2 separate regions of the Mus musculus genome follow, and region 1 is linked to region 2. A link is a contact called in public promoter capture Hi-C data. All regions are on one chromosome and are shown on one strand. Each heading gives the region's core, a stretch centred on a gene start, on an enhancer-like site or on the middle of the called end of the contact. The rest is flanking DNA. Distances are from core to core; before and after follow the strand shown.

Region 1 (5,939 bases), core at 3,416-5,915, 550 kb after region 2:
GACACCTTGCCTTAAAAATAAGCAAAGACGAAGACCTCCACTGTTACGGTTTGATTGTGAAATGGCTCCCACCCCAGTTCATGTCCTTGAACACTTGCTGTTTGGGAGATTGCAGAAACCCTCTGCTGAGCCTTACTGGGGTGTGAGCCTTACAGCTCTACTCTACTGCCCAGATGTGAGCATGTCCCACTGCTGTGGGCTGCCCACCACGACGGACTGTACTCTCTCAATCTGTAAGTCAGGCTGACATGCTCCTCCATTCGCTCCTGTTTTGTTTATTTGTTATCATAAAGAAGACTTTCAAATAGCCCAAGTTTCTCTTGAACTCATAATATCCATGTCTGACCTTGATCTGAACTCCTGCTGAGGTTACAGGCTCGCACCACCACACCCAGCTCTTAAGTTGCTTTTATCTGGTATATTCTGTCAGAGCCAAGAGTAACGAATACACCCAATCAGCTGCCAATGTGAAGGTGACTCACAGGGTGGGCCCAAGAGGCTGCAGGTGAGTAAAACAAGGACAGAAAGGCAGGGTTGAGAGCAGAGATCCTTGGAACCTGAGCCTATCTCCCTGGCTGGATATACAAGTTGCTTTGGCTTGGAGAGTTCTTTTTAACCTTCTGTTCTTCGACCTTTCCCTGGCTTTGAACTGGAACTATGTTCATAAGTACAGTCCTAAAGACACACCTCTACTATGGTCTGAGAACACATAATTCTTTTGTTTAACCTCACAGAAGGAGTTAGGTTGTGTCCAGATTTCTCTCCACTCTGACTATAAGATGGAACTGGGATTTTGGTGTTGATGGGATATAGATAAGATTTGCATGCACTAAGCCAATTCTGTACTGGAATGCTACTTCAACAAGTTGCATGAGAGTAAATGGGTCTGCTGTGTTCCATGGGTGCAAAATTTACAGCGATGAGAAACAGGCCGGTCGTTGTATAGGTGTAGGTGGGTGGGGGAGTGACTTAGAGACATGGATGGGAAAGCATGGAAAGATGATGAAACTGTATCTTGGTGCTGATGGTAATTACACCTGTTGGTGTGTTCAAATCCATAGGGTATACACCAACAGTTCATTGTAATGAATGATAACGTAAATATTTGAAAGGAAATGAAAAGGATAGAGAGCTTCGTTAATTCAACTTCAAAAGTCCTATTATTTGTGACAATGAATATGGACTCTTGTCTCCAGAAGGAAAGTGAGATCTGGGTCCTGATTTTATTGCTTCTGCCAGGCTCAGCAGTGAGATTCTGGCTATATAGCCCTCGGCTTTCCGAGAGTTAACCTTGATTTTATTCATTTTGTGAATTCTGTTGTATGACTGAGTGTTTCCTGGGGATGTCAGCTCATAGTACATATCACATTTCATAATATAAAGTTTTCCCGGAGGTTCATAGAAAGCAATTAAAATAAATATATATATATATATACCGGGTTACCAACCACACATTCTCTGGGATGAGGAGGAGCTGTTCTGTTGGTGTGCCCACTAGGTGGCAGTGTGGAGTAAAGTAGGGCAGGGATCTCAAAGAAGGTGGAAATTCTTGATCCAAAACCTGCTCAAGGACCAGTTGGCTTCTCACACCCATGGCTTGTTAAGCCACAGAGCTGTGCGGAGTCCCCTGTTGTGGAACACTGCGGTCCAGGAGTGGCACACCTGAACCCGAAGCAGCCTTGAGCACCCTTAGGAGACCTTCCCAAAGCTAGGCCTGCTGAACATCCCTTCAGAGGAGTGAAGAGGGTCACCATCCCCTCACCTGAGCTGCCAGCCACTCAGTTCCTCCTACCCCACCACCCCAGGCCCAGGTGTATGTAATCTTGATGCTCGAGGTTCCGGGAGAGGTGCGGGGGAGGGGATGCTAGCGGTACAGGAGGTGAACTCGGTGTAGCAGCAACTTTTGCGAGTCATCGCTTACACTGGTGCTGGCTTTGGACACAATGGCAAGAGTCACTCGCGCTCCCACAAGTGCCCCTGCACTCACGTTTCTGTAGGAAACCCCAATAAACTCACTGGCTAACTTTCGTTGCTTGTGTAGTTCCTGCGACAAAATACCTCTACAGGCAACTAAAGGAAGCCGTTGCAGCTCACCCATTCAGGGAACACGACACATCAGGACAGGGAAGTGTTAGAAGACAGCTGTTCACCCTGTATGAGAATGGTGAATGATAAATTCTTGGACTCAGCTCATTTTATCCCTCCCCCCCCCCACACACACACACACATTCACGCACCTCTTGAGAGAAAAGCATATTTATTTACTATCAAGGTCACTTTCTCCTTACCGGTACAGATGTTAGAGGTCTGGAATTTGACACCAGAAGATGGGAGTTGCTCAAAGGACAATGCCCATGCACAGCCTAGGTATTGAGGACTTGTTTCCCTCTGTTTAGAGCCTGTGAGACCCAAAGTCACTATGAAGGGGGATAGTCTCGGCCTTGTGCACGCCGAGGTAGGAGAGGCCATCCAGGCAGGGGACTAATTATTATTATTATTAGTTTGTCATTAGTCTTAGCAATTTGTGTAGACATTTGCTCCAGAAGATTGCTAAACACGGTTACAGAGTCAGCCTCTGAAGTAGGCATAGTTAGGGAGGAACTCGGATGTGGATCACCGGAAGAATGAGCTTGGAAGAGTTGACATGTTCTTATGGGAACCCTGTGTAGGTATTTATGAAAAGGTATTTACCTAAGAAGCAAGCTTGGTTTCACGCTTACCCGCCTTCACACCTGACAATGTCATCTCTTGCTCCCTTGTGTGCTCTGACTCCACCACAGTCCCACTATGCCCATCTGCCTTGATCACTTTGAATAGGTACTCTTTCAGACTTACCAAATCCAGATTGTGAGCGCCTTCTCGTCTACTTACTATCTTCATCTTGCATCTACTAGATTTAATTGTCAAGACTCCAGAAAGAGAGCTCGGAAGTTGTCACATTCAGTAAAGTGCTCACTTTGAAAGTTTGATCCCCAGAAGACACTTTTTAAGAAGGCAGGGTATACAAGCCTGGCCTGGTGGCACACACCTTTAATCCTAGCACTGGGGATTAGCAGAGACAGGAGGATCTCTGTCAGTTCAAGGCAAGCCTGGTCTACAAAGAGAATTCCAGGAGAGACAGCTACACAGAGAAGCCAACCCTACCCCAAAGACAGACAGGAAGAGAGAAAGACAGAAAGAAAGAAAGAAAGAAAGAAAGAAAGAAAGAAAGAAAGAAAGAGAGAGAGAGAGAGAGAGAGAGAGAGAGAGAGAGAAAGAAAGAAAGAAAGAAAGAAAGAAAGAAAGAAAGAAAGAAAGAAAGAAAGAAAGAGGAGGAGGGTGGAAGAAGGAAGGAAGGAAAGAAGGGAGAAAAGAAGGAAGGAATCCTGGGTATTTGTGGTCCCAGGTCCCAGAACTGATGAGGCAGAGACAGGAGGATCTCTCAACTCCCTGGCCAGCCAGTCTAGCCCATTTAATGAGTTCCAGACCAATGAAAGACTCTGTCTCTAAAAATGATAGTGTCTGAGGTATGGTATCTAAAGTTGCTCTTTGCCATCCCCACCCCCACCCCCCCCAGGCCACACACACATACTCACCACAGGAGACAGAAGACCATGCTCACAAGACTCCAGTAAAAGATGACTTTTTTCAATGTAACTTTTTAAAATGGATTATTTAAGGGACCAGAAACTTTTGAGAAATGTAATTGAAAAATAAACGCCAGCCGGGCGTGGTGGCTCACGCCTTTAATCCCAGCACTTGGGAGGCAGAGGCAGGCGGATTTCTGAGTTCAAGGCCAGCTTGGTCTAAAGAGTGAGTTCCAGGACAGCCAGGGCTACACAGAGAAACCCTGTCTCGAAAAAGAAAGAAAGAGAGAGAGAGAGAGAGAGAGAGAGAGAGAAAAGGAAAGAGAAAAAGAAAAAGAAAAAGAAAAAGAAAAAGAAAAAGAAAAGAAAAAAACGCCTTTAATCCCAGCACTTGAAGCCAGCCTGGTCTACAGAGTGAGTTCCAGGCCAGCCAGAGCTACACAGAAAAACCCTGACCCCCCCCCCAAAAAAAAAGAGAAAAGACAACAAAAATCACATTCCACCTGAAACTCCCTATTTTAGACTTATCTTAACCAAAGAGTATTCAGCAAAATCCTCATGTCTTAGTAAAAAAATGATATGAAGGAAACAGTGAGCCGAAACACTCATCTTTAAGATGTCATCTAGAAGAGGCACACAGTAGATAGATTTTCATTCTTCAAGCCTGAAATCTTTAAAAACTGGTTTGGTTTGGTTTGGTTTGGTTTGGTTTGGTTTGGTTTGGTTTGGTTTGGTTTGGTTTGGTTTGGTTTGGTTTGGCTTGGCTTGCTTTGCTTTGCTTTGCTTTGCTTTGCTTTGCTTTGCTTTGCTTTGCTTTGCTTTGCTTTGCTTTGCTTTGCTTTGCTTTGCTTTTTTGAGATGGGTAATGTCCCCTTCCAGGGGTTCATGGGTAAGCTTGCGGCTAGCTTGAGCAGGTGTCGTAAGCAGCTGCAGTAGGTTCAAGGACTATGAGTTTATTGAGGGACATACAAACACACACACACACGTGGGCGCATTAAGGGAAGGACCTCCACCAAATGTCCCTGTCTGGGACTGAGAGGTCAAGGGCTGCAAGGACAGAACCTGACATTGCACACTTGGCTCTGGAAGCTCTCCTCCCTCCTCCTGTACCATCTCGCTCCACCTCGCTCTCTACTGGCAGAGCATAGTATGGCATCATAATCGGTGTACAGAGCAGGCTTTGAGGAATAACTTGGAGAAGCCCTGGGTTGGTGTTGACACACTTGGTAAACTGCCCCAACACCATTTCATAAGGTCTCATTCTCCCTGCAGTGATCTGAAACACTGTCCTTTTATTTCATATATTTGTGGTCCTGAGACAGGATAGACAGGAAAAATTAAGGGGACACAGGAAAAGAGCCACACCTCCTTCTGGGATCTAGTTTGTCTTTCTTCCTCTCTTTCTTCCTCTCTTTCTTTCTTCCTTTCTTTCTTTCTTTCTTTCTCTCTTTCTTTCTTTCTTTCTTTTAAGATTTTTTTAAGAAGTGCCCAAGTGAAGACACCTCAGTCCCACTTGGAAGAGAGAAAAAAGCAATCACAAATGGAAAGGGAGGGAAGAACCTGGGAGGGAAAGTGGATGGGGTTGGGAGTAGGGAGGAGAGGGGAACCTGACCTGGTATTAGGTGAGGGGAAAGGACTGAAGCCCTGAGGGCCAGCAGAAAGAATATAAACAGGGCAACCTCAGGAAATAGGAAGTTGAGGGAACCCCCCCCCCAGAGTGCACCAGAGACCTGGGAGGTGAGAGACTCCCAGGACTCAAAGGAAAGGACCTTAGATGAAATGCCAGAAAGTAGGGAGAGGGAACTTATAGAGCCCACCTCCAGCAGAAAGACAGGACATCAAATGAAGGATGGGGTTACCATACCACAGTCACATCTCTGACCCATAATTGTTCCTGTCTGAAAAAATTGCAGGGATGGAAATAGAGAGGAGCCTGAGGAAAAGAAGGTCTAGCTACAGGCCCAAAGTGGGATCCAGCTCAAGGGGAGGTCCCAAGGCCTGACACTATTAATGAGGCTATGGAGTGCTCACAAAAAGGAATCTATCAAGACTGCCCTCCAAAAGACCCAATAAGCAGCTGAAAGAGTCAGATGCAGATATTTGCACCCAACCAAACCAACGGACAGAGCAGCTGACCCCTGTTGAATTAGGGAAGGCTGAAAGAAGCTGAGAAGGGCAATCCTGTAGGAGGACCAGCAGTCTCAATTAATCTGGAGCCCCAAGATCTCTCAGACACTGGACCACCAAACAGACAGCATACACCAGCTGATATGAGGCCCCCAACACATATACAGTAGAGGACTGCCGGTTCTGTGTTCATTCAGAGATGATGCACCTAACCCTCTAGAGACTGGAGGCCCCAGGGAGTTTAGA
Region 2 (6,402 bases), core at 1,808-4,307:
GCTCTTGCTCCTTTGCCTGCTTGCTGTGTGAGACTGAGTAACTGCTAGATCCTTGAACTTCCATTCACAGCTGTGACTGAACAATTGTTGGGAATTGGGCTGCCAACTGTAAGTCATCAATAAATTCCTTTACTATCTAGAGAGACTATCCATAAGTTCTGTGACTCTAGAGAACCCTGACTAATACAATTACTATTATTATTATTACTATTATACTCACCATTCAGGCTGTGAAAGGTATAGCACAGTGGATATGATTTGAGCAGAGACCCACTGAGGACCCTGGGCTCCTTGGGCAGGGACTTCTGCACTTGCCATAGGAAGGGGAGTCAGCCTTTCTAGGATCTGTCCTTTGGTTCCATTGACATCTTGATCTGTGGTGATGGGCAAGTGAGAGGAGCATCTGTACTGCCTACCGGAGTGGAACAGGGCTCGTTTGCTCTGACAGAGAAGGGTACTAATGCCAGGACTCAAGTCCAGGCCTGTCTGACCACATTGTCCCTTGTCACACTGAGAGAGCTAAGGTTTGTAGAATAGAAAGCTGAGGTCTCCTCTATATGTTGGCAGGCAGGAATGGAGAACAGCTGGCCAGACATTGCCATGCCAAGTGAGCTAAACAGAACATTTTAAAAATCACAGCTTTTACCTTTAAAAATGCTGTTATTTTTTGAGCATTTCCATTTAGTACTTAAAAGAGTTTAAGAATTGAAAGTAAAGCAAAACAAAAAATTCAGTGCATCTTAGCCCAAATCCAACTGGCCTTTGTGTAGTTTAAGTGGAAAGGCACAGTTGTAAACGGATTCAGCCCAATTTCCTTCTAAAGATATGTGAGTATCGTGCTTATTGATCTGTTGGAATAATTATGTATTGGCCTGTGATTTAGGAAGTTTCTTTGGTGCCATTTATTTTGCTTAATTAAAATAAAGTAACATAAGAGAACCAGGTTATTGTTTCTTTCCTATTCTATATTATACTTTTATTGGTAGACTAGTGATCAGTAAGGGTTATCTTGGCTGAGTATGGTGGTGCATAGCTGAAATTCCATTACTTAGAGGCAGAAGGATTGGGAGTTCAGAGTCAGTCTTAGCTATAGTCTGAGTTTGACGCTAGCCCGGACTATATGAAACCCTTTTATAAAATCGAAAAATAGATAAAAAAAAAGTTATCTTAAACAGTCATATAATTTTGGCTGTTTGGGATTGGTTTCATACTTACAATGACTATGTGTACATGTGTGTATATCTAACCTCACATGCATGTTTTATATCTTTTCAAAATTACATTACTACTGTGTTATATCTTTTACATTAGTGTTATGTGTGTGTACGTGGATGGAGGTCAGAGGGCATCTTTTGGAAGTTGCTTTTCTTCTTTCCTATGTGGGTCCTAGGAATTGAGCTCGGGTCATCAGGCTTAGCAGCAAGCACCAGTACTTGCAGAGCCATCTGCCTGGTCCTGAGAAATCAAATGCAGGATGTTTTCTTTGCCATATGTAGGTTTACAAGTGCATTGCAATTCTGCTGCTTTGAGTGGCAGTTTCACCAGCCTCCATTTATTTCAAAGGGCTTGGGAACTTGTTGACATAAAACCATTTTCCTGTGACTCCCGATGCTCCCACCTCGTCTCTTGAACCTCTGGTCTATTTTTAAATCCTGCTGCTGTGTGCTGTATTGCAGCAGTTTTCCTGAATTATTTATCATTGTTTCGAACTGAATGGAGCAGTATAGTTTGATTTTATTTGTTTTCTCTTTTTTCACCACTGCTCATTAGAATCTACATGTCTGTCTTTACCACGGTTGATAGATTTGGTTCATGTTAAACCCCACTTGGCCCAATCCTGTGAAGGTCTCACGTACTGTAGGAAGAGGCCACAGCACGTGTCACACGTGAATGAGCTTGGGTTAGTACTGTGTTCTGCTGGGCCACAGAAGTAGAGACTGTTACACTTAGTTCTCTTCTGGTGATGTTTTTGCTTCTGTAGTTCTTACTTTGATAGTGTTTATTTAAGAGCAGTGGAGAGAAATCTCTATGAAATGCACAGCAGGGAGCTGAGATTCCTTTTTGTTACAGATGTGACCTGGGTGTTTGTAGACCTTGAAATTCCCTGGTGTAGAGATACGGGTTGTGGAAGATTGTTTTGTTTTGTTTGGAAGTGTTGTTTGTGGGCCTGGAAGAAAGATGGGCCTAAAAGTAAGGCCACGGCTCTGGGAGGTGTGGCTCTGAGAGGCGCTTCTGTCTGTCTCTGTCTGAGCCCATCAGAGCTGCTTTTGCACTTTGTCTTCAGTGTGGGTTTCTCCCTGGATCTCGTTTAAGGAAAGGATCATTTTCCTCTGTTTGTACATATTGCTGTTGAGTATTGTGTACTTTTTACAACAGGAACCGGTTGAGCTTTGTAAGCAGAGGGCAGGTCAGTCACTGAACTGTGTGAGACCTTCAAGCCGCTGCTTTATCAGCCTTTGGTGCCTTAAAACAACTTCTGGGACAGTGGGGAATGACCTTTTTTTTAATCTACTGAACCAGAAGAACCCTTTGGGCCTTCTGTTGTTGCTTCTGGTCAGTTGTACTGACCAAGAAACTAGGACCTTACTGCCCTTTACTCCCTGCTGTTAGGCAGCGGTGGCCCTCAGATGTGGATATCCCATACTGCTTGGCAGGACTGAGGATGGCTCTGCTGCCTGCTCACAGATGCCACATTTCTTTGGACCTGTCAGACAAGTTGAACTCACCTTGTTTTCTATTTTCTCTTGTTCCCATTCATTTTCCCTTTGCCCAGACATTTCTATGGCTTCTTAAAAACCAGTTTAGAATCACTTTTATTTTATTTTATTTTATTTTTTGAGCTGTGTAGCTTGAACTTGTGATCTGCCTTAGTCTTCCCAGTACTGCAGTTACAGGTGTATGTACCATGTGATTCAGAATTGCATCTTGTTGTTGTTGTTGTTGTTGTTGAGTGGCCCACGATTCATGCTGCCCAGCAGCTGTTAGTCTCTACATACTCCTCTCCTCTCCTCGAACTCACAGTGCTTGGCCTCATTCCCAGGTTAGAGTCAGCAGAACCAAGATCATAGTTAAACCCTCCTAGTAAAGAAGTTTCTTCAGTCAAATACTGATGTCCACAGTACAGTAAAAAGAAAAACCAAACAGTGAGGTCAAAGTAGGAAACAAAAGTTAAGGTTCTAATTTGAATAAGTATATTAATCAGACTACTTATTCTGGAGTATCATTGTAGTGGAACGAGTAGTTACCTTTCTTTCCTGGTCTAGCCAGTATTACCCATCCTGGCTTGCCCTTTCCAGAATTGAGAAATGAGAATTTGAATGGCTTCAGGCAAGACCAAAGATCATCACAAATGGTATTTACAGAAATGATACAATGTTCATTACTTTAGACATGTATTGGTCATGAAAAAAATATAGCATGTAGCCATATAAGCAAATGACTATTTTATTTTTTTTTATTTTTTTATTTTTTTGAGACAGGGTTTCTTTCTATAGCCCTGGCTATCCTGGAACTCACTCTGTAGACCAGGCTGCCTCAGCCTCAGAACCCTCCTGCTTTAGTTTCCTGAATACTGGAATTATAGAACTGTTCCATGTCTCTCACCACATTTGTCACTCAGAGTGTTAGGTTGGTCTCTTTACAAAAGCTAGGTTGCTGTGCTTTCTCTGAAGGCATTAGAGATGTGCTCTTTGGAAGTATAAATATATTTTGAAGGTCTGAGCAATTTTTTGATCTAGATACCAAAGGACTATTTGTAAGAGTTCAGTGGCCTTCTGTTAATATGGAATTCCACAGAGTGACACAGTATCAGGTCTGTAATCAGTTCCTCATTCTTTAAGTAAACAGTGTGTTCTTGTTTGTTTATTTGAGACAGGGTTTCTCTGTATAGCCCTGGCTGTCCAGGAACTCACTCTGTAGACCAGGCTGGCCTCAAGCCCACAACGATCCACCTGCCTCTGCCTCCTCAGTGCTGGGATTAAAGGCATTTAATCTGTTTAGGTGACTAACTGGTATCCTTGCTAGCAGTTTTTGTAGCCAGTTGATTCTTGTTCACTTTACTACTGGTCAGTTTGTGAGTATAAAGTGGTTAGTCTGAATAAACCATGATACACACTAGAGATTGCACTGGCATTTGATAGCAACATGGTGTGAGAACACAAGTTGGAATGATTTCCCCCTTTTCTAATCTGTGTGTTGCTATGTATGAGCATGATGTAGATGTATGTGCAGATGCATGAACACAATGCAGTGTCCATGTGCAGTTCATGGGATGACTGGAAGGGTCTGACCTCTCTTTTATAAGGAGTCTCGCTTGCTGCTCTGTATGCTGGTCTAGCGGGCCTGTGACCTTCCAGGCAGTCTCCTGTCACTCCCCTTTCATCAGAGGGTCACCATGGTTACACATGTGCTGCCTGACTCACACCTGCATGACAAGTCCTTCACTGTCTCCCCAGCCTCAGAGCTGGACTATGTCCATGTGGCATTTCACCTGGACGAGCTTCAGTAATATCTGTAACCATAGGATTTTAAAGTCTAAGTGCCATCTCATTATGATTTTATAAAGAATTGGTTCTGAGTCATGTGATAATAAGTTCATGTTCAGTTTTCCCCAATTGTGAGCTGTCTTTTCTTTTTTTTTTTTTTTTTTTTTTTTTTTTTTTTTTTAAAGATTTATTTATTTATTATATGTAAGTACACTGTAGCTGTCCTCAGACACTCCAGAAGAGGGCATCAGATCTCATTACGGGTGGTTGTGAGCCACCATGTGGTTGCTGGGATTTGAACTTCGGACCTTCGGAAGAGCAGTCGGGTGCTCTTACCCACTGAGCCATCTCACCAGCCCGAGCTGTCTTTTCTTACTGTTGTGTTCATATGATTTCAAAGATAGTGTCTTAGTTAGGGTTTCTGTTGTGAGAAGACATCGCAAGGCAACTCCTCTAAAGGAAAACATTTCACGGGTGCTGGCTTACAGTCCAGGGTTTATCCATTATCATCATGTTGGGAGTGTGATGGCACACAGGTGGTCATGGTGCAGAAGGAGGAGCTGAGAGTTCCACATCTGGATCCATAGACAGCAGGAAGAGAGTGAATCACACTGGGCCTGTCTTGAGCATCTGAGACCTCTGATCGCACACCCAGTGACAGTTCCTCCAGTCAGGCCTCATGCGCTCCAACAAGGCTGCTCCTCCTGAGAGTGTCATTCCCTATAGGTATATTTTTTATTTAATAGTTTTTATTATAGGAGAGTAGAGTTTTCTTCTTTCTCTCTGTGAGAGCAGGGCAGGGCGTGGAGGTCGTGCTGTGAGTTGAACCACAGAGTAGCATCCTCAGTCCTTTACTTGTGAGTTTGAGATAGGCTCTTGCTAATTTCCTAGACCTTGAACTCACCATGGAACTGTTGGTAGGTGTTGAACCTTTGATACTTTTTGCCTCAGCCTTCTGAGTAGCTGGGATTACCAACAGATTTAGGAAGACTAGAATTCCAGTGTTAAAAAAACAAAAACAAAAACAGTTGGGCATAGTGGTGCTCACCGCTAATCTCAGCACTGGAAAGGATATGTCTGAAGCCAGCCTCAATTTCATAGTGAGACTTTGTCTCAGAAACAAAAACAAAAGAAAACAAAACCCATCAAACAACAATAACAAATGCTGTTTGAAGTGCCCATAATTGCCTATAATTCAGCACTCTCTAGGTGAAAGCAGGATTGCCAGTTTAAAAACAGCTTGAGTGAGCTACATACTAAATTGTAGGCCAGCCTGGATGATAGAGTGTGATTCTATCAAAATAAAGACCCCAAAGAGTTTAAAATATTGCATGGGGCAGGGATGGTGATGCACACCTTTAATCCCAGCATCTGGGAGGCAGAGACAGATGAATCTCTGTGAGTTTGAGGCTAGCCTGGTCTATGTAGAGAGTTCTGGGCTAGACAAGGCCTGGCTCAATCAAAATAAAGAAATAAAACAAAATTTTGTTCAGACTAAATAAAATGTTCGCAAATGATAAATCCAGCTTGTTTTTCACATTTATTTTGTGTGTATATTACATGGGCCTTGCACATGCCGTGGCACTTGTGTGAGGTTGGAGGACAGCCTGTGGAATGTCACTTGGGCTTGGCTGCAGACCTTTACCTGCTGAGCCATCTTGCCAGCACCATAACTTGCTTTGAAATCTTGTAATCTTGCAGGTCTTTATATTCCATATGGGTTTAACAAATTATTCTTTTTTTTTTTTTACAATTTATTTTTACTATTTTATTGTATGAGTGTTTTGTCTATGTGTACATACATATTTGCTTCCTGAGGAGGTGGTAAGCCTCTATGTGGATGCTGGGAATGAAACCTGGGTCTTTTCCAACAACAACAAATGCCCCTAACCACTGAGCCAACTCTCCAGGCCCAAAA

Evidence for each region. Capture Hi-C pulls out chosen DNA fragments and counts their contacts.
Region 1: a contact with region 2 is called in a promoter capture Hi-C map of liver. The contact joins two enhancer-like sites. A contact is called at or near these places in 1 of 39 promoter capture datasets (cranial neural crest), 1 of 484 Hi-C or Micro-C datasets (CD4 T cells) and 1 of 9 other capture datasets (liver).

Annotation. Positions count from the first base shown.
Region 1 is chr10:127,954,781-127,960,719 of GRCm38.p6, forward strand. No RefSeq gene overlaps it. Among named protein-coding and RNA genes, the nearest start is that of Gm23996, 4.6 kb to the left of the region's middle. Within about 2 kb of position 4,666, at least 4 of the 459 cell types and tissues checked have an H3K27ac peak or open chromatin away from gene starts, as enhancers often do. A contact at or near this core is called in liver, where this site is marked.
Region 2 is chr10:127,409,949-127,416,350 of GRCm38.p6, forward strand. All of the region lies in intron 2 of R3hdm2 (R3H domain containing 2), which reads left to right. Among named protein-coding and RNA genes, the nearest start is that of Gm23819, 8.8 kb to the left of the region's middle. Within about 2 kb of position 3,058, at least 25 of the 459 cell types and tissues checked have an H3K27ac peak or open chromatin away from gene starts, as enhancers often do. A contact at or near this core is called in liver, where this site is marked.